Regions from separate parts of the Mus musculus genome. Here all the other regions are linked to region 3. Evidence: chromatin contacts called from public HiChIP or PLAC-seq and promoter capture Hi-C data. All regions are on one chromosome and are shown on one strand. Each heading gives the region's core, a stretch centred on a gene start, on an enhancer-like site or on the middle of the called end of the contact. The rest is flanking DNA. Distances are from core to core; before and after follow the strand shown.

Region 1 (4,152 bases), core at 705-3,204, 1.2 Mb after region 3:
GATGATTCAATGGTTAAGAGAACAAGCTGTTCATGTATTGGACCCAGGTTCAGTTTTCAGTACCACATAGTGGTTCACAATATTTGGTAGCTCTAGTTCCAGGGAATATAATCTACTCTTCTGCCCTCTATGGAGACTGAACACATGTGGTGCACAGACATTCATGCAGGTAAAACACATAAACACACAAAAGAAAATAATTTGGAAGGTTCCCTTTGCAAAGAATGTCTATTGGGTTTTCCCTCCTTATTTATTCCAGATCTTGATCTTACTGATGAACACAAAGAAACAACAGATGCTGAGAACGTTGCCCTCCTAATCACTGAGGACAGATTCTGAGAACTTGTGTTACTGAGTAATAAGATACAGAGGGCTTTCTTGTTTCATCCTATTTGGATGCTATAACATAGAGACATGGGCCTTAGTAGATATGTTGGCCCCTGAACCATTCAACACTGCTCGTGTCATACACACAATTCTATCTTTTTGGAAGAAGTGTAATGACTGTGCATATGTATGAGGAGGACACATGAAGGCTAGAGTAAGCTGTACTAGTCAGTTCTCTTTTAATACCTTGTGTGCCCTGTGGTTCCATTACTGGGTTTGGTGGCCTATGCCTTCAGCATCTGAGCATCTTATTAATAACTGTTAAGGACCACCTGTACTTGTTTCTTGACCTCTTGGATGCTGGTCAACTTGGATCTGTTTCTGCAAGTTGCCCAAATTCAAATTCCGAGTATGTACAAAGATAAGGAACTAATTTCCTATTTTCTACCTACTTAGTCTCTGCTTTCCATTTTTTTCTATTTCATTTCTTTATTTACAAGTTTTAGTAGATGTCAGACTAGAAGGAGTCTAATTCCTTCTTTCCATTGTCTCCTTCGGCCATGGGGATTAGTCCTAAGGAACTTAAATCACAGTCCTTGGCTGCAAGCACCTTTATCCATTGAACCATCTCTCTGCCTTCAAATTTATTTGCTCAGTGAATTACGAGAGAGGCAATGGCTTTCCAGGGGAATCTTACAGGTTCTCAGGACACCTCTTGGTGTCATTCCCTACTTCCCTTGATCCATTTTGGTTCTTAAATCGTGGTGCTTAGACTTTTCCAGCTGAATTTATGTGCCTTTGGACTTTTCCAAACTCTCAAAGCAAGAGTTCGAATTCTATGCAACTCTCTAGGGCCCCGTTTTGTTGAGACAGTCTCACTTTGTTGCCCTGAGTGGTTAGACCTAGCTAGACTTGAACTTACAGAGTTCTGCCTTCCCCTGCCTCCTGAGGTCTGGTATTAAAGGGAAAATTTCATTTTAAATGATAATGCCACTCTATAGATTCCCTGATGCTTCTTTCATTTTTCTCTCTGGCCATAGTATTATCACTTAGATTTTGTAGATAAATTGTCATATATTTGTCTAGGCCTGGGAAATTCTGAGATCAAATTACACCTCTTCATTTTCCTGGGCTCCAAAGCGGCCAAAAAACCGTCCTTTTTTCCCCTTGCATTTTATCAACAGCCCCTCAGTTTAATCTGCAACCTCTCTTTACTGGTTTGTCTTTCTGCATGTACGGAATTTTCACCTGATCCCTTGGACTGTTTCCGTTTCTGTAGTAGCCTCGGTAATTTTGCTCAAGTCCCTGGAGCTTGTCCCGCCCCCGCCCCTGCACGCGCGATGCATGACGGTCTTAGCCCCTCTGAAGGGAAAGAGGGTCCGCCATGTTCCCCGGCGGCGCCGCCGCTTGGCTCTGGTAGCCGCCGCCCCCGCCCCCAACCCCGCCCGTCCCGGCACCTAGCCGAGCCCCGGGCCCAGCATGGCCGCCCCGGAGCCGGCCCGGGCCGCGCCGCCCCCGCCCCCGCCCCCACCGCCCCCTCTCGGGGCCGACCGCGTCGTCAAAGGTGAGAGGTACCCGAAGCCTGGGGGCCTGGCGTGAGGCGCGGTGTGAGGGCGGGCGGGAGTCCGTCCCCTCAGGAGCGGGCCTGGCGGGGCGGGCGAGTGACTGGCTGCCTCCCTTGGGGAGTGGCCCCTGGGCGGGTCCCCGCTGGGCCGGGCCGAGGCGTAGGCTGCTCCTCGGTCTCCCGCTCGCCCTGCAGGCCCGGGCGGGCGTCGTGCGCGGGCTGTCGCTAACGCGGGCTCAGGGCCGTCCGCCGCAGTGAGCCCCTTTCTTTCCTGCTTTGCCTGTGGTCGGCGCGGCGCCCGCGTTAAGAGCTTCCGGCTCCTCGACAGCTGCACTCCCGGCTTGCCCGGGCGCACCGAGGGGCCCCGGAACCCCTTAGCCGCACGCCGTTGGACTCGCCCGCGTTCTGGCCCACGCCTGCTCCCGGGTGACAACGCCTAGCTAGCGCCAGCCGCAGGGGGTTTGCGCTCGGCCCTCAGATGCCACCCCGCGCGGAAATCGGGAAAACCGTATGGGACTGGACCAGGATGAAGGATCCCGGGGTGACCTAGGAACCCAGACGTAGCTGCGGGGCAGGGGAAAAAGCCATCTTACAAAGAGGAGGCAAAAAAGTCCCATGTATAGGAAGTGGTACACTTAACAGAAAGGGTTTTACAAGCCGCCTCTAAACACACGACTTACTCTTTAGAAGGAAAAGTGAAATTCTTCTGAGCCAGGGAGGACGTGTGTGTACAGATAAACAGATTTATTTAAATTAAATTGAGAGGCAGTTGAAAGTTCCTTAAAAGTCCAGGCTCTCAGAGAGAGCCCATCTACCACACTAATACTATGGATTAAGAATATTAAGAACTGAAATTATTTTTCTTTATTTTGCAGTCAATAAGCAGAAATCGTAAAATGAAGATTTCGTCATTTAGATTATGCTCATTTTTAAAGTTATTTTAATTTTCAAATTCAGTGTCTCAAGTATAGACTGGCACAGTGTTTAAATACTGCTAGCTTTGCTTTGAATTGTGACCATGGTTTGCCATTAAAATATTTTAAAACAAACCCTTTTCTCGTGTGTGTGTGTGTGTGTGTATGTATGTATGTATGTATGTGTGCTGGTTTTTCGAGATAGGGCTTTTTTGCGTAGTCTTAGCCAGGAACTTGGAAAGTAGGCTGGTCTGGAACTCAGAGATATGCCTGCCTCTGCTTCTTAAGAGCCCAATCAAAGGTGTACGCCACCACTGCCCACCTGTGTTTTTTCTGTTTTCAATCTGCACTTTAGGTTCTTAAAGCATGACATATGTGGTTGGGTTAAGCATTAGAATGAACTAAATAGGACTGGAGTAAGAGCGGGTAAGAGCACTGACTGCTCTTCCAGAAGTCTGAGTTCAGTTCCTAGCAGCCACATGGTAGCTCACAACCATCTGTCATGGGATCTGATGCCTCTTCTGGTGTGTCTGGAGACAGTGACAGTGTACTCATATACATTAAATAAATTTTAAAAAAAGAATGAATAGGTTTTTTTCTCAAAGATTTATTTTATTATTATAAATAAGTAGACTGTTGCTGACTTCAGACGTACCAGAAGAGGGTGTCAGATCTCATTTCAGATGGTTGTGAGCCACCATGTGTTTGCTGGGATTTGAACTCAGGACCTCTGGAAGATCAGTCAGTGCTCTTACTCGCTGAGCTATCTCACCAGCCCCTAGAATGAATAGTTTATGAGCTTCTTTTTCTGGGATTTTTTTTTTTCTTGAAGGATAGAAGATCAGGCATTGATCCTATTAATTTCTGTAATTGTATAGGTGGGGGTTGAAACAGGCCATTGCCTGCTTCTTCATTTTCTTAACTATATTTCCTGTGTGCTTATTTTTCTGGATACTTTTCACCAGAATAATAGCTGACGTAACTAGTCACATTCCCAAATCATGTATTTATGTTGTCCTTTTGTGAATCTTGTTCCTTGTCATTTATGTAGCAATCTTTTTCTCATACTGCTTTAATGAAGGAAAAACGAGTTGCAAGCAGAAGGCAGATTCTTTAGGGGTGAGTTGTGAGTCTAATACATAGCCATTTACAGTTTATTGTTTTGAAATGAAAACCATTTTCTTAGTAGGAAAGGAGCTTGTTTGGGAAATTTCAGTTATAAACGTATGGTTAATGCATGTTGTGTATTAGTTGTATCTTCTTCATGGTGACAACTTTCATTTCTATGTGGAATGTATTAGAATTCCTGATACTGTGGTCACATGCCTTTAATCCCACCACACTGGA
Region 2 (3,835 bases), core at 1,289-3,788, 1.0 Mb after region 3:
ACCAGTGTCTTAGTTAGGGTTTTCTGCTGTGAACAGACACCGTGACCAAGGCAACTCTTACAAGGACAAGATTTAACTGGAGCAGGCTTACTGGTTCACAGGTCCAGTCCATTATCAAGGCAGGAACTGGCAGCATCCAGGCAGGCATGGTGCAGGAGGAGCTGAGGATTCTACATCTTCATCTGAAGGCTACTAATGGAAGACTGACTTCCAGGCAGCTAGGATGAGAGTCTTAAGCCCACTCTGACAGTGACACACCTAATCCAACAAGGCCACATATCCATATATCCACATATCCACTCCCTGGGCACCTATACAAACAGAACCCACCATATCCAACAATTTTTTTTTTATCGTATATATCTGTCTCTAATTGCACTGCTATCAGGCTCCCTGGTACTAGTTGCAAGAAGCTGTGAGGCAGCTAGGATGGTCACTGTGGAACCCAATGTCAGTCCTCTACAAAAGTAGCAAGTACCCTTAAATGGAGTCAGCTCTCCAGCCCCTAAGTATATTAACTGTACAAATAAAATAATATGTATCTACAGAATCTCTGGGTATCAGTATATGCACTTGCTTCAGTAAGCACTTTGGACAGACTATTTGTGAAGTATGCCCTCACTGAATACAGCTGATGGCAAAAAGGCTCTGCATACACAGACTTCATTGCTACTTATGTATCTAAAAGCCAAAGGACTAAATGATGTAAAGGACTTGAAAGGCAACAAAAGACATTCAGACTTGCTCATCAAAAGCATATTTGGACTGGGCAGTGGTGGCGCATGCCTTTAATCCCAGCACTTGGGAGAAAGAGGCAGGCGATCTCGGAGTTTGCGACTGGCCTGGTCTACAGAGTGAGTTACAGGACAGCCAGGAATACACAGAGAAACTCTCTTTCAAAAAAGAAAAAGAAAAAAAACAAAAAAAAAACAAAAACAAAACAAAAGAAAGGAAATGAAGAGCATCCCAGGAATAAAGAACTTCCAGGGTTTGGGGAGATTATAGAGCCCAAGAAAGGACGTGCTCAGGTTGGCTCAGAGGTTGGGTGCTTGCCCAGTGAAGGGAAAGGCAGAGATATTCCTCTTCAGGATGGGGCTGGAGGTGTGAGGAGAAGCAGCTAATTAGAAGAAATGGCCAACTTCTTTTTAGAGGATTTTATTTCAAGACAGCATCCAGAATACGATTCATTCAAAAGAGCAAAATTAAGTATTTTGCCTCATTTTACCCTTCAAAAACTCGTAGCAATGCAAATGCAAACCGCAAACCTCCCAAACGTGCCTCTCTGTATAGCTTTTGGAAATGAGAGTTCATTGAAAATATTTCTCCATTTTCAGATGAGATGAGATTTGTTGGGAAATCTCTGTAACAACTTGGTCATCTTGTGGGGAGATAAACTCTCGGACTGTCCCAGAGACTCCTGGATTGATCTCATCTTCCTGGCTTCCTGAAAACACAACAGAAAACAGAAAACAAAAAACAAAGTCACAGTTCTTTAGCTTATTCTGACCTAGACCCATAATTTTTATAATATTCCAAACCCCAAGAGACCCTGCCTCAAGGAATAAAGTGGAAGAGGAATGGAGGAAAATTCCAGACGTTTACCTCAGGCCACCACACAGCACTGGTGCCCACAGATGTGTCCCTGCATTTTCAAGCACGCAAGCACTTACACACATACACACACACACACACACACACACACCCCAAACAAACAAACAAAAAACCCAAAGGAACAAAAAGGGGATTTAAAGGGATTGGGGATGTACAAATGATTGTTATCATCTCAAACTACTATTCTGGCTAGCAAATTAGTGAAGATCAACCTATGACAAAACTTAGCTTTTTCTCACTTTGGTGAGGGTGAGCCAGTCACAGATGAATGGGAGACTCTGTACATAATTTAACACAGGGCGGTGTGAACCATTTCTTTGCGTTTGGTTTTTTTTTTTTGGTTTTTCGAGACAGGGTTTCTCTGTGTAGCCCTGGCTGTCCTGGCACTCACTTTGTAGACCAGGCTGGCCTCGAACTCAGAAATCCACCTGCCTCTGCCTCCCAAGTGCTGGGATTAAAGGCGTGCGCCACCACGCCCGGCTTGAACCATTTCTTTGTATTCCCCTTTCTTTTCCCAAGAAGGCACGCTAGGAGCCAGACATCACCTGAGCCCTGGAAGAACAATCGAAGAAGTCCTGGATCTCTTTCCTGCACGCCTCGTCGCGGAATTCATTCTGCTTCCAGCAAGCCATCATCATCGACATCTCCGTGATACAGGTTGCCTCTGGAGGGGAAGAACTGGGAGACCTTCAGCCACAGGGCGACCTAACACCTCTCCCCCGAGATTACCTAGCCGCCCCCGCTCCAAGTGCTCACCTCCCTTTTCTCTACGTCGGTTCCCGACGCGGTTAGCTAAGATAAGAGGCTTGTTGGGTTTCAGTATAGGTTTTCCCGGGTTCGCAAACCGCGCCAGGCGGCCGCGTAGACTGGGCGTCGCCATTTTGCACAGCGTTCCCAGTAGGCTCCGCGGCGCCGTGCGTGACCCCTCTTGACCTCTACGCGCTTGGCGTGCGGACAACGGGCAGCTGTGCGCGCACTTTCCGGGTCTTGGCCTCACGGTGACACTGGATTCGAACCCCGTCGGGCCGGCAGCCGACAGCAGGTTAGGATGCTATAGGTTGTGCGCGCCCTTTGCGTGCTCGGGACCCGGCAGGATTCAGGGGCCCCGTGTCCGCGGCTGCCACTTATTTGTGAGTCGGTGTCTGCGTGTGGGCACCACGTGAGTGCCGCGTCCGTGGCGGCCAGGGGAAGGCGTTGGATCCCGTGGGGCTGGAGTTAAGGATTTTGGATTGCAAAGGACTTTTGTTTTAACAAGTCTGTGAGAATGATGATTCCTTTTGCCAGGCGGTGGTGACGCTCGCCTTTAAATCCCGGCACTGGGGAGGTGGGGAGGCGGGGAGGCGGGGAGGCAGGCGGATCTGAGTTTGAGGCCAGCCTGGTCTCCAGGACTGCCAGGGCTACACAGAGAAACTCTGTAGCAGAAAAACCAAAATAATAAAATGGTTGCTTTTTACAACTCTTACATGGACTGCTAGGTAGATACTGTTTACTCGTTTGGAATGATCGCACAGTAGGGTGAACGTTGTAACATTTACGTGTGACATACACAACATTTAATATTAGAGCAACTATATCACTTCTTTTTATAGACCTCCAGTTGTGATTTGTTGGACTTGAGTGTTTGACTTAACTGTTTACAAAACCGAATCAAAAGATGTGCTATATATAGATTCTTTGGTATTTGCAAATGAATTCAAGACATTTCTGCTAATGGAAGCGGAATCCAGCAGTCCTGTAGTTTATATGATGTCTACTTTAGAGCAAGGTATATTTGCTGACATTTTTTACCTCAGATGTTTGGAATTCTCCCTTGATAGCCTACGTGGATGCCTTTCTTCCGGAGTCACATAGCTAATTCAGGAGGGAAATTCCAGGAATGGGCCTGACCAAAAAGTCCATCTTTTGGTCAGTATTTAGTATCTAATAAAGCTTGCTTTAAATTTAGCCCAAAATGGTGGACTTCGTTTTTCTGGCGAATCCCAAGATTAACACTGGGTTCACATCAGAGGGGTTTTCCCTCTCTTACCACACCCTACCGGCAGCCATCAAGGCACCTTTTTTATTGTCACACACATTTATATTGTTTGTGACCTTATGTACCCCAACATCTACTTTGAAATCTTAGCTAGCTCAGGGTCTGGAGAGGTAGCTCCGTGCTTAAAGAGTGTTTTTAGCTCTTCCAGAGGACTGTTTGGTTTCCAGCATCCACGTTGCAGGGCTCATA
Region 3 (3,769 bases), core at 1,008-3,507:
TTTTATTACCATTACCCATTAATTTTGTAACTCCAACAGTTTCTCTCCTTAATCTCATAATATTAGGCAGAATTTTTGTATTCCAGTTCAGTAAACTTTCATCCATCAAAATTTTTACTCAGCTAAATTTGGCTGGGTGAGGTAGGTCATGTCTGTAGTCCAAACTCTCAGGAAGCTAACTCAGGAAAACCCTGAGTTAAAGGTTAGCCTGTGTTACACATCAAGACTGCTTCAAAAAAAAAAAAAAATGAGCGCTAATACAAAAACAAGTTCTTTTGAAGGTTCCCAGTATGTCAGGGAAAACAAACAGCAACGCTACATAAAAATTCTTCATCGAAAGATCATCTTTACTAAAGAACCCTACCTTCTGACAGCCTCAGAAGAGCAAAAGAATTTCCTATTCTTTGAGGAAATTATTATCCACTGAGCTTTTGCCAGTCTGATATTAAGGTCCCATTCACAGAAAGCAATTTAAAAGCTTGTTGCAGCCACAGTAGATGGTCATCTTGTGAGGATGGAGCAGTAGAGGCTTGTTGAAAGTAGAAAATAATTAAAAGTTGGTTTTGAAATGCCCAACAACATAGCCAAACCTATCTGATAAGCTGCAAGGAGCCTTAATGAGCCTCAGTTAGAAGTCAAAGGAGTCACGATACCATTTCTTATTTATATGAACTCAAAAAGTTTTGGGATCAATATTTTTCTGGCAGAGTTACAGCTTTGGTACTACATCTTCCAGAAAAAGCACCTGTGTGCTTACACATTTCTTTTGTCAGCTGCCAACTATAACCTCCCTTTGCTACCTTTAGGTTTCTTGATCACGATAGAAAAAAAATTCCATTCATGTGGAAAAAATCTGCTAAATAGCAAGAGAATACTGATCCTGAAAAAGCTGTTAAAATCACCTTTCAAATTTTGTACGAGGTAACTCCAATCCTCGAGTTACCAATGGGGACGATCTTGTAGGATTCTGGACTATGGGTGGCTTCACTTCTTGTCGTAAATGACCTCTTAAACCCAAGAATTTCCACGGACCATATTTCCACCCTGTGGCCAATATGCGGGCCAACTCAAGCTGTATTCAAGTGTTAACAATTCGCACTGAATTATCTGTAAAATCCAAACGTCCAAATTCCCCTTGCAGATTTAATTTTTTTAATTTAAAGGTAATGTACTAAAGACTTACACTTGCCTGACATCTGAACCTTCTTAAAAACGAAGCACAGAGGAGAAGAAACCACTCGCGTCAGAAGAAATCTGAGTGACATCTTTATTTTCACAAATCACTACCCTCTACGAACATCACTTCCTCTCTCCGATCGCCTCCCCCAGTCCCTGTACGAGAATCAGCGATGCATACCCGCCCCTCGCAATCTAGCTTCTTAAAGGGATCACAAACAGGCAAGCCCCAAAGCCGTCATCCACTACCCAGAGATTTTTGACACCTTGAAAGACACTTACCTGTAAAAAAGCCAAGGCCCTAAATTAGATCCCCAAGGGCTCCTTTTTTTCCCCTGGACTTTTCCTCTCTAACCTTTAGGCCAAGCTCCTTCCCACCCGACAGCACCTCCCTCTTTCCAGGCAACCCTAACTCCCGCCCTGCGAAACCAGCCACCATTCCCACCGAGTCAGGTGGCTGTCAGTCCCCACCCGGCTGCCTCGCCCTCATGCGGGTTACGGGTTACAGGAGGCCCGGGGCCAGCTCTCCCTATCCCTCATCTCTATGGCTACAACCCAGGGCACCTCCTCCTCCAGGTCTGGATTCCGGGGACCCCTCTTGCACGTTCCTTCTCCCCTAGCCGGGTAGCAAGGACCCAGCCCCTGCGCCTCGTCCCTTGTTGCCCGCGGGTCAGCTCAACCCCCTGATTTTCTCCGGATTCCATTCCAGAGCGGCCTCCCCTGGCTTCCCCAACCGTCTCCCCGCGGCCCTTGGCGCCCCCGACTCTCCACTCACCCTTGGTTGCAGGCGCCCCCCAATCTCCCCTCTCATCAGCCTCGGCGCCCGCTCACCTCCGCGGTGGGAGCCGGGCTGCCGGGACCCAGCTCGGAGCCGGTGTCTAAGTCGCCGTTGGAGTCGGGGGTCCTCGGCGCGTAGGCGGGGCGCAGCGCCTTGAGAGTCAGACGCGAAGGCCGGGGGAGGGAGCCGGAGCGCAGGCGGGAGCCGGCTCGGCTACCAGCGGGCATCGCTCCGGCCCCTTTGGAGCCGTGCCGCCAGCAGCGGCCAGCCGAACCGGAACTGCTTCGGGAGGCGGGGCGCTACGGGGAGGGGGCGGGTCCAAAACCGGAAGAGGAGGGGAAACCCAAGGGGGAGGGGGAGAGCGCTTGCGTCATGCCCAAGCATAATTCATCAAAGGGTTTTAATGAAGATAGGAGAAGGCTTGTGGGTTGTTGACTGGGGTTGGAGCCTAGGAAGAGGCTATTATCCTGAGCCCTTTGAAGGGGCAAACCCCTTCTCAGTCAGTCCTCAAGTTGCATCATTTATTTGTTTTTCCACCTTTGGTGTTTTCGAGACAAGGTTCCTCTGTGTGTAGCTTCAGCTGTCCTGGACATCACTCTGTAGACCAGGCTGGCCTCAAACTCACAGAGATCCACCTGCCTCTTCCTCCCAAGTGCTGAGATTAAAGGCGAGTGCCACCACTGCCCAGCCCCGTTTATTGCCCCTTGATTTTGTACTGTGCTAGAGACTATACTTCAAATCATTGTTTCAACTCTGTAGATCTCATAGAAAGGTCAAGAAACATTGTAGCCTGACGTAGCACAGTTAATCCAAGCTGGTACCCAAGCCCAAGCTAACCTCAGACAGAACCTGGGTTCTTTCCTGCTACTACCATACCCCACCTTAACGGAATATCCCCTTCTAAAGCAAGCCTAACATTGGCAGAATCCACGTCTGAAGCCATCTGCAGCTTGAAATCTCAGCCCTCTTTGACTCTACTTTCTTGAACAATGCAGGACCGGCTTTGGTAGTTCTGAGGGAGAAGGGGGCAGATTCTAAGATGGACAGGAGGAGAACAGGGGCAGCCAGGAATCTGCCTAGTATGCTCAGAACCTTCAAGGGCTCCATGACACTGCAAAACATCTCATCTCCTGCAGCCCTTGTAGGCAGAGAACTCTCTTGTCCCCGTGCTTCTATAGGGGTAGAGGTGTTGCTCAGTGGTTAGAGCACTTGCTGCTCTTGCTGGAGACTCAGGTTTAATACCCTTTCACCTCAATGCCTCAAGTTCAATGCCACATGCCACCTCACAACCATCTAGAACTCTAATTCCAGGAGACCCACCCCCCACCCCCACTTTCTGGATACAGCAGGCATGGGATGCATGTGGCCCACATACATATTTGTAGGCACTCAAACATAATTTTAAAACTTATTTTATATGTATAAATGTTTGCCTGCATGTATTATCTGTGTTCTTAACCACTGAGCCATCTCTCCAGTACCAATAAAATATTTTTAATTATAAAAATAATGTTTAAAAAGTGGTTCTAGTGTCCAAAGATTCTCAGAGCCTTATTCTCAGAGCCTTGGGCAATGATCACCTCTCTGACATAAAAGGATCCATCAGCTTTCTCTTAAAAAAAAAAAAAATCTGCTATCTTCATTATAGAACCACCGTTCTGTGTGAACCCTACAGCACACGTCAGATGCTTTCCTCCCTGTGTGCCTAAGTTTCTGTGACTCCACAACTCTGACAAGGTCCCCTGTGTTCCACAATCCAAAGGCTCCAATGCAGCCGATATCGGTGTCCCCCCCTGTTTGTGGCCCACTTAGACC
Region 4 (4,398 bases), core at 401-2,900, 1.4 Mb after region 3:
ATCAGAAGGAAGTGCATCCAAAGGCTGAGAGTCTGTCGCTGTGTGTTCTGTATCACAGCTGTGGGTCAGTCAGATCCACGGTTACAGATGAGGGAGGCTATGCTCAGGAGTAGGAAACATAACTTGAGAACAACTTGGGATTCAAACTCCGTATGTCTACCTACAAAGTATTTTCCTACATATAATGTTGCCTATATGAAAGGAAAAACAAATGATAAGACAGCCATTCCAAAGCTCACTTTAAATGCCAGTGGGAAGCCTAGAACATGGCTCAGGACGTAAAGCGCTTTATTTTTACCTTAGCTCTGAGGTACTGAGTTCACATCCTTAGACCCCATGTACTAGTTAGACAGGAAGCAAAGAGTCTGCAATAGCAGCATCCTACAGGGACATGGGACGGTGGAGAGACAAAGGAATCCTCAGACACGGGCAAGCTGGCATGCACAGTGGAGAAACAACACAGACATCTTGTGTCAAATGAGGTAGGAAGTGAAGACTGACACCTAAGGTGGTATCTGACCTCCATGTGTTAAAGCATGCACATGCCCACTCTAACCAACACATGAATGTGCACGCATACACAGAACAGTCTATGATAGAGTCGTGTTTAGGTATTGTGAGTTCAGTATGTAAATGACAGGCTGTATGAAATCAAACACACCGTCTGCCTCACAGTGCCCCAGAACCATGGGATTCTACAGCTATAAACACGAATCACAGGTTTGCTTTTACGTGCTGGTTAATGTAGGTTTTAAGTTCTAGAGTAAGGCTACATTCTTTAGGAATGTAGTGCTCTGGCCTGTTTTATCTGGATTCTGAGAATAGTTACTTATGTACATTCAGAGGTTGCTCTCCATCCAGTGTGGCTGCTGGTTTTCCTTCACTGGGCATGAAGGAACTTTGAAAGTAGGTAAGAGAGGAACTAAGTTTAGTTGGCCTTGATTTTTAGATCCGAGGAGGGGAAAAGCCGAAGAAGCACTGAACTATTTAAAATGATAGGATGGGTGGGTCAGTGCAATTAGTTTCCATTGCTGTGTGAGGTGACTGCAGCAGGTGAGTGGCGCTGATTCTGTGCTGCCAAAGATACACATCCTTTGAGATAAAAGGCATTCTTAAAAGTTGTGCTTTGTGTATTTTGATTGATACAGGCTATTCCTGCATGGACTGAGGGATTCATCCCAGATGAAGTCATCTAAGCCTATAGTTGTACTCTGAGTATCACCTTAAAAAACACATTAACCTTTGGGTTGAACATGTCAAGTTTCCCAGTTTTCCTTATTTTGTATGATTGTGTATGATTGTGTGTGTTTGTGTGTGTGTAGGCCAAAAGACAACTTGACAGAGTATGTTCTCTCCTGCCACTGTATGGGTCCCAGAGGTCGTCAGGTATGGCGGCATGCCCTCCAACCCGCTGAGCATCCTCTCCAGCCCGAGCATCCGCTCTCTATTCGGAAAACTTTCGTTGTGTCTTGTACCGTACTCTCATGTATCATTGAGCTGTGCAGGGAACTGGGAGGAAGCGCAGTAGTGGCTGGCACCGGGTGGGGCGTGCCTCCTCTCCAGAAGACGCCACCGCCGTCTCATTTTACTTCGCGGGCGAGAGCGAGGCTGCTTTGCGGCTGCCGTAAAGTGCGGCTGGCCCCGCCCCCGGCGCTTCTCCTGTGACGCAGGCGCCCAGAGTTATTTGGGCGGGAAAAGGCGGCCGGCGGTCCGCTGTCCAGCAGAGCGGCTGTGGCTACAGCTTCCCCGGGTTCGCGGAGCAGCCTCTTCCCTGGCATGGGGCTGCTGGAGCTGTGCGAGCAGGTGTTTGGCACCGCCGACCTCTACCAAGTGCTGGGCGTGCGGCGCGAGGCTTCGGACGGCGAGGTCCGACGCGGCTACCACAAAGTGTCCCTGCAAGTGCACCCCGACCGAGTAGAGGAGGACCAGAAAGAGGACGCCACCCGCCGCTTCCAGGTTTGTGGGCCCGCGTTCGGACTGCTGCCCGGACTTGTGCTCTCGCGGGGCCCCTGCTCCTAGGACAGCGCACTGCTGATCCTCGGCCTGGCATTTTTCAGCTTTTCTAGCTGCCCTGTTTCGGTGGGAGGTTCAGGATGACTTTTGGATACTCTGCTTACAGATCTTGGGAAGAGTCTACGCGGTTCTGAGTGACAAGGAACAGAAAGCAGTGTACGATGAACAGGGGACAGTGGACGAAGACTCTGCTGGCCTCAACCAAGACCGGGACTGGGATGCATATTGGAGATTACTCTTTAAAAAGGTAAAGAGCTTTAGTGGCTTTGACTAATTCTCATCATTCAGTCCACAAGAACAATTCGCGAAGTTAAAGCAATCTTCTTTGTTATTAGATATCGCTAGAGGATATCCAAGCTTTTGAAAAGACATACAAAGGCTCCGAAGAAGAGCTAAACGATATTAAGCAGGCCTATCTGGACTTCAAGGGCGACATGGACCAGATCATGGAGTCTGTACTTTGTGTACAGTACACAGATGAACCCAGGATAAGAAACATCATTCAAAAAGCTATTGAATCCAAAGAGATTCCAGCCTACAGCGCCTTCGTCAAAGAGTCTAAACAAAAGATGAATGCAAGGAAAAGGAGGGTAAGTAGTGTTGTTCCTAGCACATCTCAGCTGCTTCAAAAAAGGGTCTCGCTGTATTCACAGCGACGGAAATAGACTGCTGCGATATGACTGCTTGACCTGCAGCATTGATCTAACTAGATGACCAGGAAGAAAGCCCTGATTACTTTGGTATGTTGTGCTGAAAATGATTCCACTTTATGGACTGTTTGAAGTCACCCTCAAGTGATTCTGAAAAACTTTTCACACGAGGCAGTCCTTGTAGCTTTGCTGTATGGAGCCTGGTTACAAGGCTGTGGGCCTTGTGTGGTTATTGAACAGGTAGAAGATGGCAGTGATTGTGTGCTGTTAAACATGTAGAATGGCGGGGTGGTGCTCCCAGTACTTGAGCACTGAGGAAGCTAACTGAGGATTGCCACTTTTGAGGTCAGGCTGCGCTGTGTGGATCCGTGCTGCATTGGTTGTCTAGTACGTGGGAGGTCCCTAATTCTCCAAAACTGCCCAGAAGAGGGGGAGAAAACAAAAATTAAAAAAAATTCTGTAAATACATATAGTTATTTCACACACACACACACACACACACACACACAAGGGGATGGAGAGATGGCTCAGTGGGCATGTACTCCTCTTACAGAGACCCAAGTTCAACTTTCAGGACCAAGGTTGGGTGTTGTGGCTCACAACCGTCTGTAACTCCAGCTCCCAAAGATTTGACACCTCCGGTTTCCATGTAACCACTGGGTGGTCTCTCCTGTCCCCACTCTGAGGAACACAATTGCCTACACTTGAGGATTGGGACTTGCGGTTGATTCTTCATCCCTTCATCCCTGTCTAACCAGGAAGAGTGGGGATGTTAGCTGAGGAGTTGAAGGAAGCAAACAACCCTGCTTACGCTCTTTGGGAAAGTTACCCCAGACTGCTGGTAAAGCAATGGTTGCTTCGTCTTGGCTTTCACGATTGGAGCTGACTGGAGAGCTGGCAATTTAAGATGTTAGGTGTCTGGTGGGTACTTGAGTTGTCTTTTGTGTGGCTCAAGTGGATGGGCAAAGACCTGGAGCTTTTAGTACAAGAACATGCAGAGAGAAAAACTAACTTTAGTGTTTGGGGTGAGTTTAAGGGCCTGCTTTACAGAGAAGAGACTGCTATGCCTTTTTCATGGCTTGGAGTCACAGCTGTTGCTTGCTAATCATTTTCGCATGTAAAACAGAACAGCTGTATTAGATCAGGATTTTGGTTTGAGAAACTTGGAGTTAGAGGGGAAATGACAGTTTGAAAGCTGTGTAAAGGGATTGAGGAATGCTGAATTTTAAGAGACGATAATAGAACAAAACTTGTTTTTTGTTCTGGAATAACAAGATCCCAATTTATCCTTATTCCCAGTGGTGATTTGGAAATTTTTACAATGAGTTAGGGCCTCACAGTTCTTGCTGTTAGCTGTTGTGGTATTTTGGCAAATTTTGTTAAATGAAGATAGCTTTGAAATCAGGTAAAGAAAGGCTAAAACTGAGTTTGCTAATGTTTTTTTCTGACTACTCAGAAAACATTTTAAATTTGTGTTGTGTGTATTTGCATGTGTTTGTGCCTGCGTTTGTGAGTGCATGAGTGTGGGTGCCCTCAGAGCTGTTGATTCCCTGGAGCTAGAGTGACAGACAACCTGGTGTGGATGCTGCGCATGGCCTCTGGAAGAGCAAGAAGTGCTAACAGCTGGGCCAGCTATCCAGCTCCAGAGAAAGCCTTTAAATCATTGCAGCTCACTAGGCTGCTGTGTACAAAATGGGGTTTCAGATGAAGATCCTGAAGTGCCTGGTACCTGGCA
Region 5 (3,780 bases), core at 932-3,431, 1.0 Mb after region 3:
AAAGCGGCAGCAGCCAATGCACGCCCCTGCATGCAGCCCTCCCGCCCGCCCTTCGTGTCTGTCTCTGCTGTACCGAGGTGTTTTTTACATTTAAGAAAAAAAAAAAAAGAAAATAAGATTGTTTAAAAAAACGGAATTCATACCATGATGCGTTTTAAAACAACTGATAGCCCTTGGCTTGCAAGGAGACAGGAGTTTGTGTGATGCTCATCCAGGCATGAACAGTGGGCTCACCCACCAGTATTGAAGAGGTGAGCTTGGCCTCAGGCCCCCATGGATTCAGGGGGACCAGGCAAGGACTCTTGACAGAGCTTTGGTCATGGACAAAGCCATGGTGTGGTTGCAGCCCCAGAGGTGGCCTGATCACCCCAGTTCTAGGAGTGGACTTCGTCAGACCATGCATTGACACCTAGTATGAGAAAGACGCAAACACCGTGGCCGCTGGACCTACATTGGAGAGAATGCAGCACTGCCAGCCTGCTGTGTGTGGAGGCAGCTGTGAGGCGTGGCCTCAGGACTGAAAGCCTGGACTTTGCTGTACCGGTCCAGTTAGCGTAGACAGGAAGAGAATTGGTGCTGCAGAAGTGTGTCCGCCAATGAGAAACCTCGAGTTCGTCTGACATGCACTTAACTCATCCATTTCTAGAGGATGCACAATGCACGTGGGCCTGAGACTGAGGCCCGATTTCTGCTGGTGGAAAGGGGGAGGGATTGCTACTTTGTTTCCTGTTGGTTTTCCTGACATAACAAGGAGAGATCCAGAAGTCGTTGGCCAGGGCTCCTTTTGCCACTTTTGGCAGTTGTTTGTGTGCTGATCTGGACCATCTTTGTCTTGTATTTTCATGGTGGTGGTCCCCATGCTGACCCTCATCTAGGCCTGGGCCCTCTGCCAAGTGCCCCTGTGGGATGGGAGGAGTGAGGCAGTGGGTAAGAGTTGGTGGTTGTTTCTATGCATTCTGGCTGCCCTCTGGGCTGCCTCCCTTCTTCCCATGCTGCACGCCCAACTCTTTCCCTGGGTTTGAGATCGAACTGACTGCTTGGGTGAGAAGTGTCCTCTTTAAAGAGGCTCTTTATTGACCAACCGAAGTATAGACTTTTCTGCTGGACAATCTGCATGGGCATCACCCCCTCGCCTGCATGTACCCACAAAGGGGTCCAGAGCCAAGGCTCCTGCATTCATTGTCCCTCTCTGTGCTCAAGGAGGTCCATTCCAGGAAGAAAAGGTCTGTACCTTAGGCAGATAACAGAGAAGATAATGGAAGAGGCAATTGGTCATAGTCTTGGTTCCCTCCCACCAAACAACTGCACATTATCTGCATTGGGGGGGGGGGTAGATTTCAGCTCCTTGGGTGACCTTCAGGAGGCACAGGAGCTGGGAAAAGAGAACTACAGAGTATGGAGCCAGCTGAGAAGAGAACAAACGCATGGGTGCTGGTGCTTGAATTTAGCCAGGCTCCTCAAGCACTTGTGCATGCCTCAGACCCTGGACCCTAGACCCTTCCTGCCCTGCAGCCTGCAGTGCCAGCCAACAGATACCTTCATCACAGGGTTTGGTTTTGCTGGCTTGAAGACAACAAATGGTCTTAGAGCTCTTTGAGACCCATAGCTTCATGTGGCTGCTCCAGCCCCACTTCTTAGCGTTCTTACTCCACTTCTGGGGCTAATGTCAGCATCTATAGACTATTAATAGACTATTTAAAAAACAAACCACCTTTTAAACAGGAAATGGAAGGCATTTGATGCAGAACTTTTGCATGATGACATAGAAATAATTTAAAATAGTGTTTGTTCTGAATGTTGGTAGTCCCTTCATAGCTTTGTTACAATGAAACCTTGAAGATATTTAATAAAATAACCTTTAAACAGTCCATTGTGTTATTGCTGTTGGAGGCTCGTAGCCGTGGGCTTAGATTTTAGCAGCCTGCGTGACAAGGCTTCACTAGGAGACGAACATCTTTTTGCCCATTCCCTTGGGGAGCAAGGAAGAAAACTTCTCATAAACTCAGCCTGGGCTGCTGTATTGGGGGGTGGCAGGGAGGAAGTAGCCTCTTAGGCGGTGGGCCGAGTCTTCGCCCCGCCCCAGGCGGAGGTGGCCCCGCCCTTGGTACGCGGGCTCCCTCCTCCGCGGGTCTGAGTGGACAGGCCTGGGCCCTGGGCCCGCCCCGACGCTCCGCAGACTGTGCCACCCGGCGTGGAGGACGGGGTCCACCCTGGTGGGCTGAGCGCGAGGCCGGAGGGCTGGGAGGCTGCGGCTGGGCTGAGCACTGCGGAGGGCCGTCGGCTTATCCCAGGTCCCGGTCACGCAGCGGCCACGCTCGGGGAGCGCGCGGACCTGAGCGGGCACCACGAGCCGCAGCGCGCCGCCTCCCCCTGGTGGGAGCGGTACTTGAGCCCGACTGCGGCGGAGCGTTCGCTCGGAGATGGCGGAGCCGCCGCGACGCGGCCCGAGGCCCCGCGAGCAGGGAAGCCGGGCAGCCCCGGGACGCGGCAGGGCCCGGGGACAGCGGGGACGCCGCCCACTCCACCGGGTGAGCCATCTTTGAGAGCAGTCTCCCGTCCACGGTCGCCCTCGGTTTTCGCGATCAGACTTCCTGCGAGTGTCGCCACCGAAACCACCCGCAGGGTCGTCCTGGGCGACCACCCATCTGGCCCTGTGCACCCTGCCCCGAGTCCCAGCCGCTGGCCTCCCCTCAGTTGCCTTATTCTGGCCACTCCGCCCAGGGCACACGGGGTTCTTAAACCCAGTGCCTGTCTGGATGCCAACTCTCGGCCGCACCCCTGCCCCTTTCCCTCCAGCTCCCCCACCTGTGGGCTCCCCATTTCCCGTAGTTCCCGCAGGAGGGTCCTTCTATCCTCAAGGTCAGGTCCTTCCTCCCACAGCGTGGCCCCTGTTGTTTATTCCAGTGGTGGGCCCACACCTCCAGCCCACCCTGACCCTGTATTTGCTGCCCACTTTGGCAGACGACCCTTAGGTTTCTCCTTCCTCAGAAACTTTCCACTGCCACACACATGTTCTTCCTCCAACTTAGTCATCCCACTGCTCCCCCACCAAAAGTTCTCACATGATCCCCTCTCTAAATCTCACTGGCTTCCTCTAGGTATGAAGCTAAAATACAGTGGTTACAACACAGGAGGTTGACAGGCCTGACCTTTGAATCCCAGTTCATCCACAAACGGAGCTTTGTAATCTCGGGTAAGTTACTAAACTTCTCTGGGCCAGAAATTATGCGTGTGTAAAATGGAACTACTACTAGTTATATGTGTTTTCATAACTGTTAGAGCTGACATTAAATACAGGTGCTTCTTGCATTTACTGATAAACTTTTAAGATATCCTAAACTACTGACCACAAGAGCTTATCAGTTTGTGCCCTCTGCTCAGTGACGCCAGTTGCTTCACCTTCTGTTTGTGTGGCTGAGCAAGTACTTGCAGTGTGTCTCAAATGAAAAGTATTGTTGGGGCTGGAGAGGTAGCTTAGTGGTTCCAAACTTCCAAAGGCCCTGAGTTCAGTCCTCAGCACCCACATGGTGGCCTACAATCTGATGCTGTCTTCTGGTGTGCAGATGTACATGTAGACAAAGTACCTATATCCATAAAGTACATAAGTAAAAATAAACAAGAGAGAGAGAGAGCCGGGCGTGGTGGCACACACCTTTAATCCTAGCACTCGGGAGGCAGAGGCAGGTGGATTTCTGAGTTCGAGGCAGCCTGGTCTACAGAGTGAGTTCCAGGACAGCCAGGGCTACACAGAGAAACCCTGTCTCAAAAAACCAAAAGAAG
Region 6 (3,790 bases), core at 1,203-3,702, 1.1 Mb after region 3:
GCATATATACACGGGGCCGACATTCAACTCCTCCCCAAGAGATACACAGAGAATCTAATGCAACACAAGAGTCTCTTATTTCACTCACATCACACAACATTCAAGAAGAGGAAACCCAAGCAAAGGAAAATAAAGACAGTAAAAGATCCAGGGAGTACCCTATGTCAAGCATACAAAAACACTTTTACACTCAGATTCATTTACACACATATGTGTCCCAGAGTAGTATTATAGTAAGAACCAGAAGTCAAATAAGAGGCATTTTCAACACATATGAGGAACAAGTGACTTCAGGGAGACAAAGTCAACAGGCAACACAAGAGCTATGACCACAACCCTTCCATCCAGCTCTCAGTAATACAGTAACAGTAATGATGCTGTCCAGGGTGACACCCACCAAAGTGAGCTGTTGCTGAATCTGGAAGATGCATTCTTCCTAGGTGGCTTAGGTAGAACAGTCACATGTAAAAACGAGGCGAGACAAGACTATTCCCAGGGCCTTCATTTTCAAAGAGTCAGACTCATGTTCCTCAGTCACAGGACCTAAGCAGCTTTGTTAAAGCAACACAATCGAACCTGAAGACTGCTCATTCCCTTCCCTAGCTCAAAACATACCTTGAGGAGGTGCCTGCTGATAACCTGGCACTGGGCCATTGTAGGCTCCATAGGGAGTAGCAGGGGCTGCAGGTCCTGGTTGCCCACCATAACTCGACTGATGATACCCTGGGTAGATGGGCTGGTTCTGCCCATATGGTGGAACAGGTGGAGCTGACTGGTTGACATTCATTATGAGAGCATCCCCGATTTGATCTCACCTATTGAATGAAGGAAAAGAACGAAATCAGTCAAAACAAACTTTCTACGGAGGGAGCAACTATTCAGGGAAGGAAGGAAGAGATGAAAAGGGATTGACCTTATCAGGCTGTGATCAGTTGAACTATTCCCACACTACTACAGGATCTCAGAAACTTCCTGCCCCGCCAGTATGCAGTCACTTTCTTCAAAGCAAGGGTTTTGTTACTGTGAACCCCATGTTGTGTCACTGCCAAGAAGGTATAAATTTCAACTTCAGACAGACTTAATGGAACAGAACAGCAGCAGCCATTCTCCAGTGGTATGACTTTCAGTGTCCAGGCAGTCACACAGAGTCCTCTGCCTGATAACTACCATGATGTTACAGGTAAATAAAGCAATGTTTCCACTTTCCATTCATTGTATCTACCACCAAGTCATCCATTCATCCCCCAAAACAGAATAACTTCAAATGTACTAGGTTTTGTTCAAACACACACACACACACACACACACACACACACACACACACACAAAGAAAAACTGTAAAGTAGCTATTTGGGAGAAACAGTATTCTTTGTCTGACCTACAATAATCCAAATGTTACTCTGACCCCAGTCTTTCCATGAACAGAATGTATTAACCTCACAAATGAAACATTTAAGATAAAAAAAAAGTAGCAATATTCCATGGCAAAGGTCATTCATCTCATGTCTCAAGCAGAGGACTATGGGTATTCTACATCCAAGAGCATGCCTGTAATTGTTTCTGTTCTAAGGTTTGTTTGATAGGTCGCTATCAAACTATTGCAATCTTGCCCAGGAACAGAAGGATGAGTTGGAGGTCCTTTTCAGGGGTCATTCCAACAAGGGGACTGGAGATCTAAACATCCTTCTAGTTATTATACAGGCAGAAGAGGCCCAGGAAGAGTGAGACCTCCTTTCAGGTGCTGCAGTAGAACAATAGGTTTCTCTTTGCTAGGAGAGCCCAGAAGCTAAACCGCTGCCGGACTGAAAACTCTGTAAAGTCAAAGCCATTTTAGAACAGTCCTTCCAAACGCTAAACGTTGCACATGCCACCAACATCAAGCCTGGGAAACGTCCCTCTCCCTTTAATTTCCTGAAGGAGGCTGAGGGACCGAATAAGCTCAGAGTCAAACTCCAATCTTGACTCCATTCTAGGGGGATAGCCGAGGGTGACAACCGAAAGGGGCGGGGCAAGCTTCCTAGAACTCTGAAAGTACCCGAGATGCGGAGGCTTGAGCGCTCCAGAGATCGAGATCCGGAAGCCAAGCCAGCCTCTAGGGCCACGAAGAGGGCCGGTTCACTAAGCAGTAAAGACCAATCCTCTAATGCCCTTCAACATGCTGGGAGGGCGAAGCGAGCCGGAACCTGGGCCAGGAGGTGAAGGGAGGGGTCCGGGGACCTAAGACCGATCGCCGGCCACAGATGCGAGAGGTGAGGGTCTCTTTCTAGGCCCCGCCTCCAGGCTCCTCCCTTTCCTCTAAAACCGGACAGCGATCAGGCCAAAAATACCCTGGCCTCTCCTCAGCATTCCTCCCCACCACGCAACCTCGCGATGCCACTCCTCACCCGGCTCCAGATCCAGGTTCGACTTCGTTCCTAACGTCAAGGCTCCCAGGCTCAACTTCCGGTTCCGAGGGGGGGGGGGCTGGCGTGCCGTCCCCGGAAGTTCCGCCCCATGCTCTAGGGCTAGGCCACTCCTTCTGCCACGTCGGCCTTAGGCACGCTTCCGGAAACCCGGATGTTGCGCATGCGTATGTGGTGTATCCCGTCATGGACGCAGTCTGTAAAGTATTGCTGAGTTTCATGCTTTTTTTTTTTTTTTTTTTTTTCTTTCCTTTCCAGATTTTTCCACATTTTCCAGACTTTTTTTATGGCTTTACCAGCTGAGAGGGTATTGAGAAAACTAGGTCAGATTATTTTTAGTAACGCTCCCTTCGTCGTGTGTTGACTTTAAGGACAGCTAGTCTTGTATCCACTTCCTGTTAACCTTTCACCCCGTTGATTTGCGTCCCTACGGTAGAGCTCACCCTGACCTTTGAGCCACACGTGGTAGTGGTAGGGTGGGTTCTAACCCTCGACTTTGGGCCGATTAGTTCAATGTTTGGACAACTTCTGCCCCGGTTTACTTCTTTAATGAAAAGAATTCGTGTCGAACAGTGAATTGGGATGAATTTAGAGACGTTTCCTAAGATTGTTCAGTATAATGTTTATTCAATAAAGATTAGTTACCATTTTATGCCTTGCCCTTTTTTTAATAGAGGTAACTCTACCAGAATATAAAGACCTCCCTGCTCTCTGTTAAAAGAGCTACAATTCTTTCAGTAATCATAAGACTCTTCAGAGAACAATGTTAACTAATAAATGATTATTGCTCTTTTATCCTCTAATCAGTTTTTTGAGACTGGATCTCAATTTATAGGCAGACTATCCTGAAACTGGATATATAACCCATGATCACCGTGAACTCCCACTTTTTATGCTTCCAACCTCTCCGTTGCATGCATTGGAATTCTTTCTGTGCTGTTATGCTTTAAGCACTTCTTTGGGCCAACTTAGGTTCATGAATAGAGTAGGCAAACTGTTTTGTGGGGTTTTTTCCTACGTAATGGTAGTTACACAGTAATGCATGCTTAGAGAAAAATGGGCATTTAAGTTTGCATGTCAGTTACTAACCAGTCAGTTGTTTCTGTCTAGCTTGTTTTAAAATGTCTTATGTATGGGTGTTTTGCCTGAATGTGTATCTGTGCACTTTGTGACTACAGTACCTGCAGAGGCCAGAAGAGGGCACTGGATCCCCTGGAACTGGAGTTAACAAATCTTGTAAGATACATGGATGCTGGAAATCAAACCCAAGTCACCTGGAAAAGCAGCCAGTGTTCTTTGTCACCAGCCCTGTTTCTATCCACTTTTAAAATACTGTCCGTGGATCCTAGTATCAGTATCAGCTGAGACTTGTTAGAAATGTAAATTAA

The links. Promoter capture Hi-C pulls out the DNA fragments that hold promoters and counts their contacts. HiChIP or PLAC-seq counts read pairs in DNA pulled down with a chosen protein or histone mark. Capture Hi-C pulls out chosen DNA fragments and counts their contacts.
Region 1: a promoter capture Hi-C map of pre-B cells shows a contact between it and region 3, with 2.7 times the contacts expected there. The contact joins the promoter of 1810062O18Rik here to the promoter of Samd8 in region 3. A contact is called at or near these places in 2 of 39 promoter capture datasets (the C10 cell line and pre-B cells), 1 of 115 datasets of contacts at active chromatin or transcription factors (trophoblast stem cells) and 1 of 9 other capture datasets (adipose tissue).
Region 2: a contact with region 3 is called in a promoter capture Hi-C map of pre-B cells, with 4 times the contacts expected there. The contact joins the promoter of Chchd1 here to the promoter of Samd8 in region 3. A contact is called at or near these places in 4 of 39 promoter capture datasets (the C10 cell line, embryonic stem cells, neutrophils and 1 more), 3 of 115 datasets of contacts at active chromatin or transcription factors (T-cell acute lymphoblastic leukemia, astrocytes and pancreatic cancer cells) and 1 of 9 other capture datasets (pancreatic islet).
Region 4: a contact with region 3 is called in an H3K27ac HiChIP or PLAC-seq map of microglia, with 8 times the contacts expected there. The contact joins the promoter of Dnajc9 here to the promoter of Samd8 in region 3. A contact is called at or near these places in 3 of 39 promoter capture datasets (the C10 cell line, neutrophils and pre-B cells), 1 of 484 Hi-C or Micro-C datasets (CD4 T cells), 1 of 115 datasets of contacts at active chromatin or transcription factors (microglia) and 2 of 9 other capture datasets (adipose tissue and liver).
Region 5: an H3K27ac HiChIP or PLAC-seq map of extraembryonic endoderm stem cells shows a contact between it and region 3, with 5 times the contacts expected there. The contact joins the promoter of Ndst2 here to the promoter of Samd8 in region 3. A contact is called at or near these places in 8 of 39 promoter capture datasets (the C10 cell line, the HPC-7 cell line, embryonic stem cells and 5 more), 5 of 115 datasets of contacts at active chromatin or transcription factors (the 230-238 cell line, T-cell acute lymphoblastic leukemia, embryonic forebrain and 2 more) and 2 of 9 other capture datasets (liver and macrophages).
Region 6: a contact with region 3 is called in a promoter capture Hi-C map of liver, with 2.1 times the contacts expected there. The contact joins the promoter of Sec24c here to the promoter of Samd8 in region 3. A contact is called at or near these places in 2 of 39 promoter capture datasets (neutrophils and pre-B cells) and 1 of 9 other capture datasets (liver).

What each region holds. Positions count from the first base shown.
Region 1 is chr14:20,544,095-20,548,246 of GRCm38.p6, reverse strand. It overlaps 1810062O18Rik (RIKEN cDNA 1810062O18 gene), which reads right to left and starts at 1,954. Exons shown (of 6, transcript NR_033571.1): 1 at 1,903-1,954. Ppp3cb (protein phosphatase 3, catalytic subunit, beta isoform) reads left to right here and starts at 1,674. Exons shown (of 14, transcript NM_008914.3): 1 at 1,674-1,891. The coding sequence starts at 1,807.
Region 2 is chr14:20,701,730-20,705,564 of GRCm38.p6, reverse strand. It overlaps Chchd1 (coiled-coil-helix-coiled-coil-helix domain containing 1), which reads right to left and starts at 2,538. Exons shown (of 3, transcript NM_025366.3): 1 at 2,368-2,538; 2 at 2,157-2,275; 3 at 1,140-1,444. The coding sequence starts at 2,491. The coding sequence ends at 1,331. 6230400D17Rik (RIKEN cDNA 6230400D17 gene) reads left to right here and starts at 2,466. Exons shown (of 1, transcript NR_029446.1): 1 at 2,466-3,553.
Region 3 is chr14:21,749,019-21,752,787 of GRCm38.p6, reverse strand. Samd8 (sterile alpha motif domain containing 8) reads right to left here and starts at 2,257. Exons shown (of 6, transcript NM_026283.3): 1 at 2,008-2,257. The coding sequence starts at 2,181.
Region 4 is chr14:20,386,162-20,390,559 of GRCm38.p6, reverse strand. Dnajc9 (DnaJ heat shock protein family (Hsp40) member C9) reads left to right here and starts at 1,650. Exons shown (of 5, transcript NM_134081.5): 1 at 1,650-1,956; 2 at 2,120-2,260; 3 at 2,349-2,603. The coding sequence starts at 1,777.
Region 5 is chr14:20,732,963-20,736,742 of GRCm38.p6, reverse strand. It overlaps Ndst2 (N-deacetylase/N-sulfotransferase (heparan glucosaminyl) 2), which reads left to right and starts at 2,181. Exons shown (of 15, transcript NM_010811.2): 1 at 2,181-2,528; 2 at 3,099-3,193. Camk2g (calcium/calmodulin-dependent protein kinase II gamma) reads left to right here. Exons shown (of 21, transcript NM_001360186.1): 21 at 1-1,870.
Region 6 is chr14:20,672,983-20,676,772 of GRCm38.p6, reverse strand. It overlaps Sec24c (Sec24 related gene family, member C (S. cerevisiae)), which reads right to left and starts at 2,452. Exons shown (of 23, transcript NM_172596.2): 1 at 2,385-2,452; 2 at 616-815. The coding sequence starts at 787.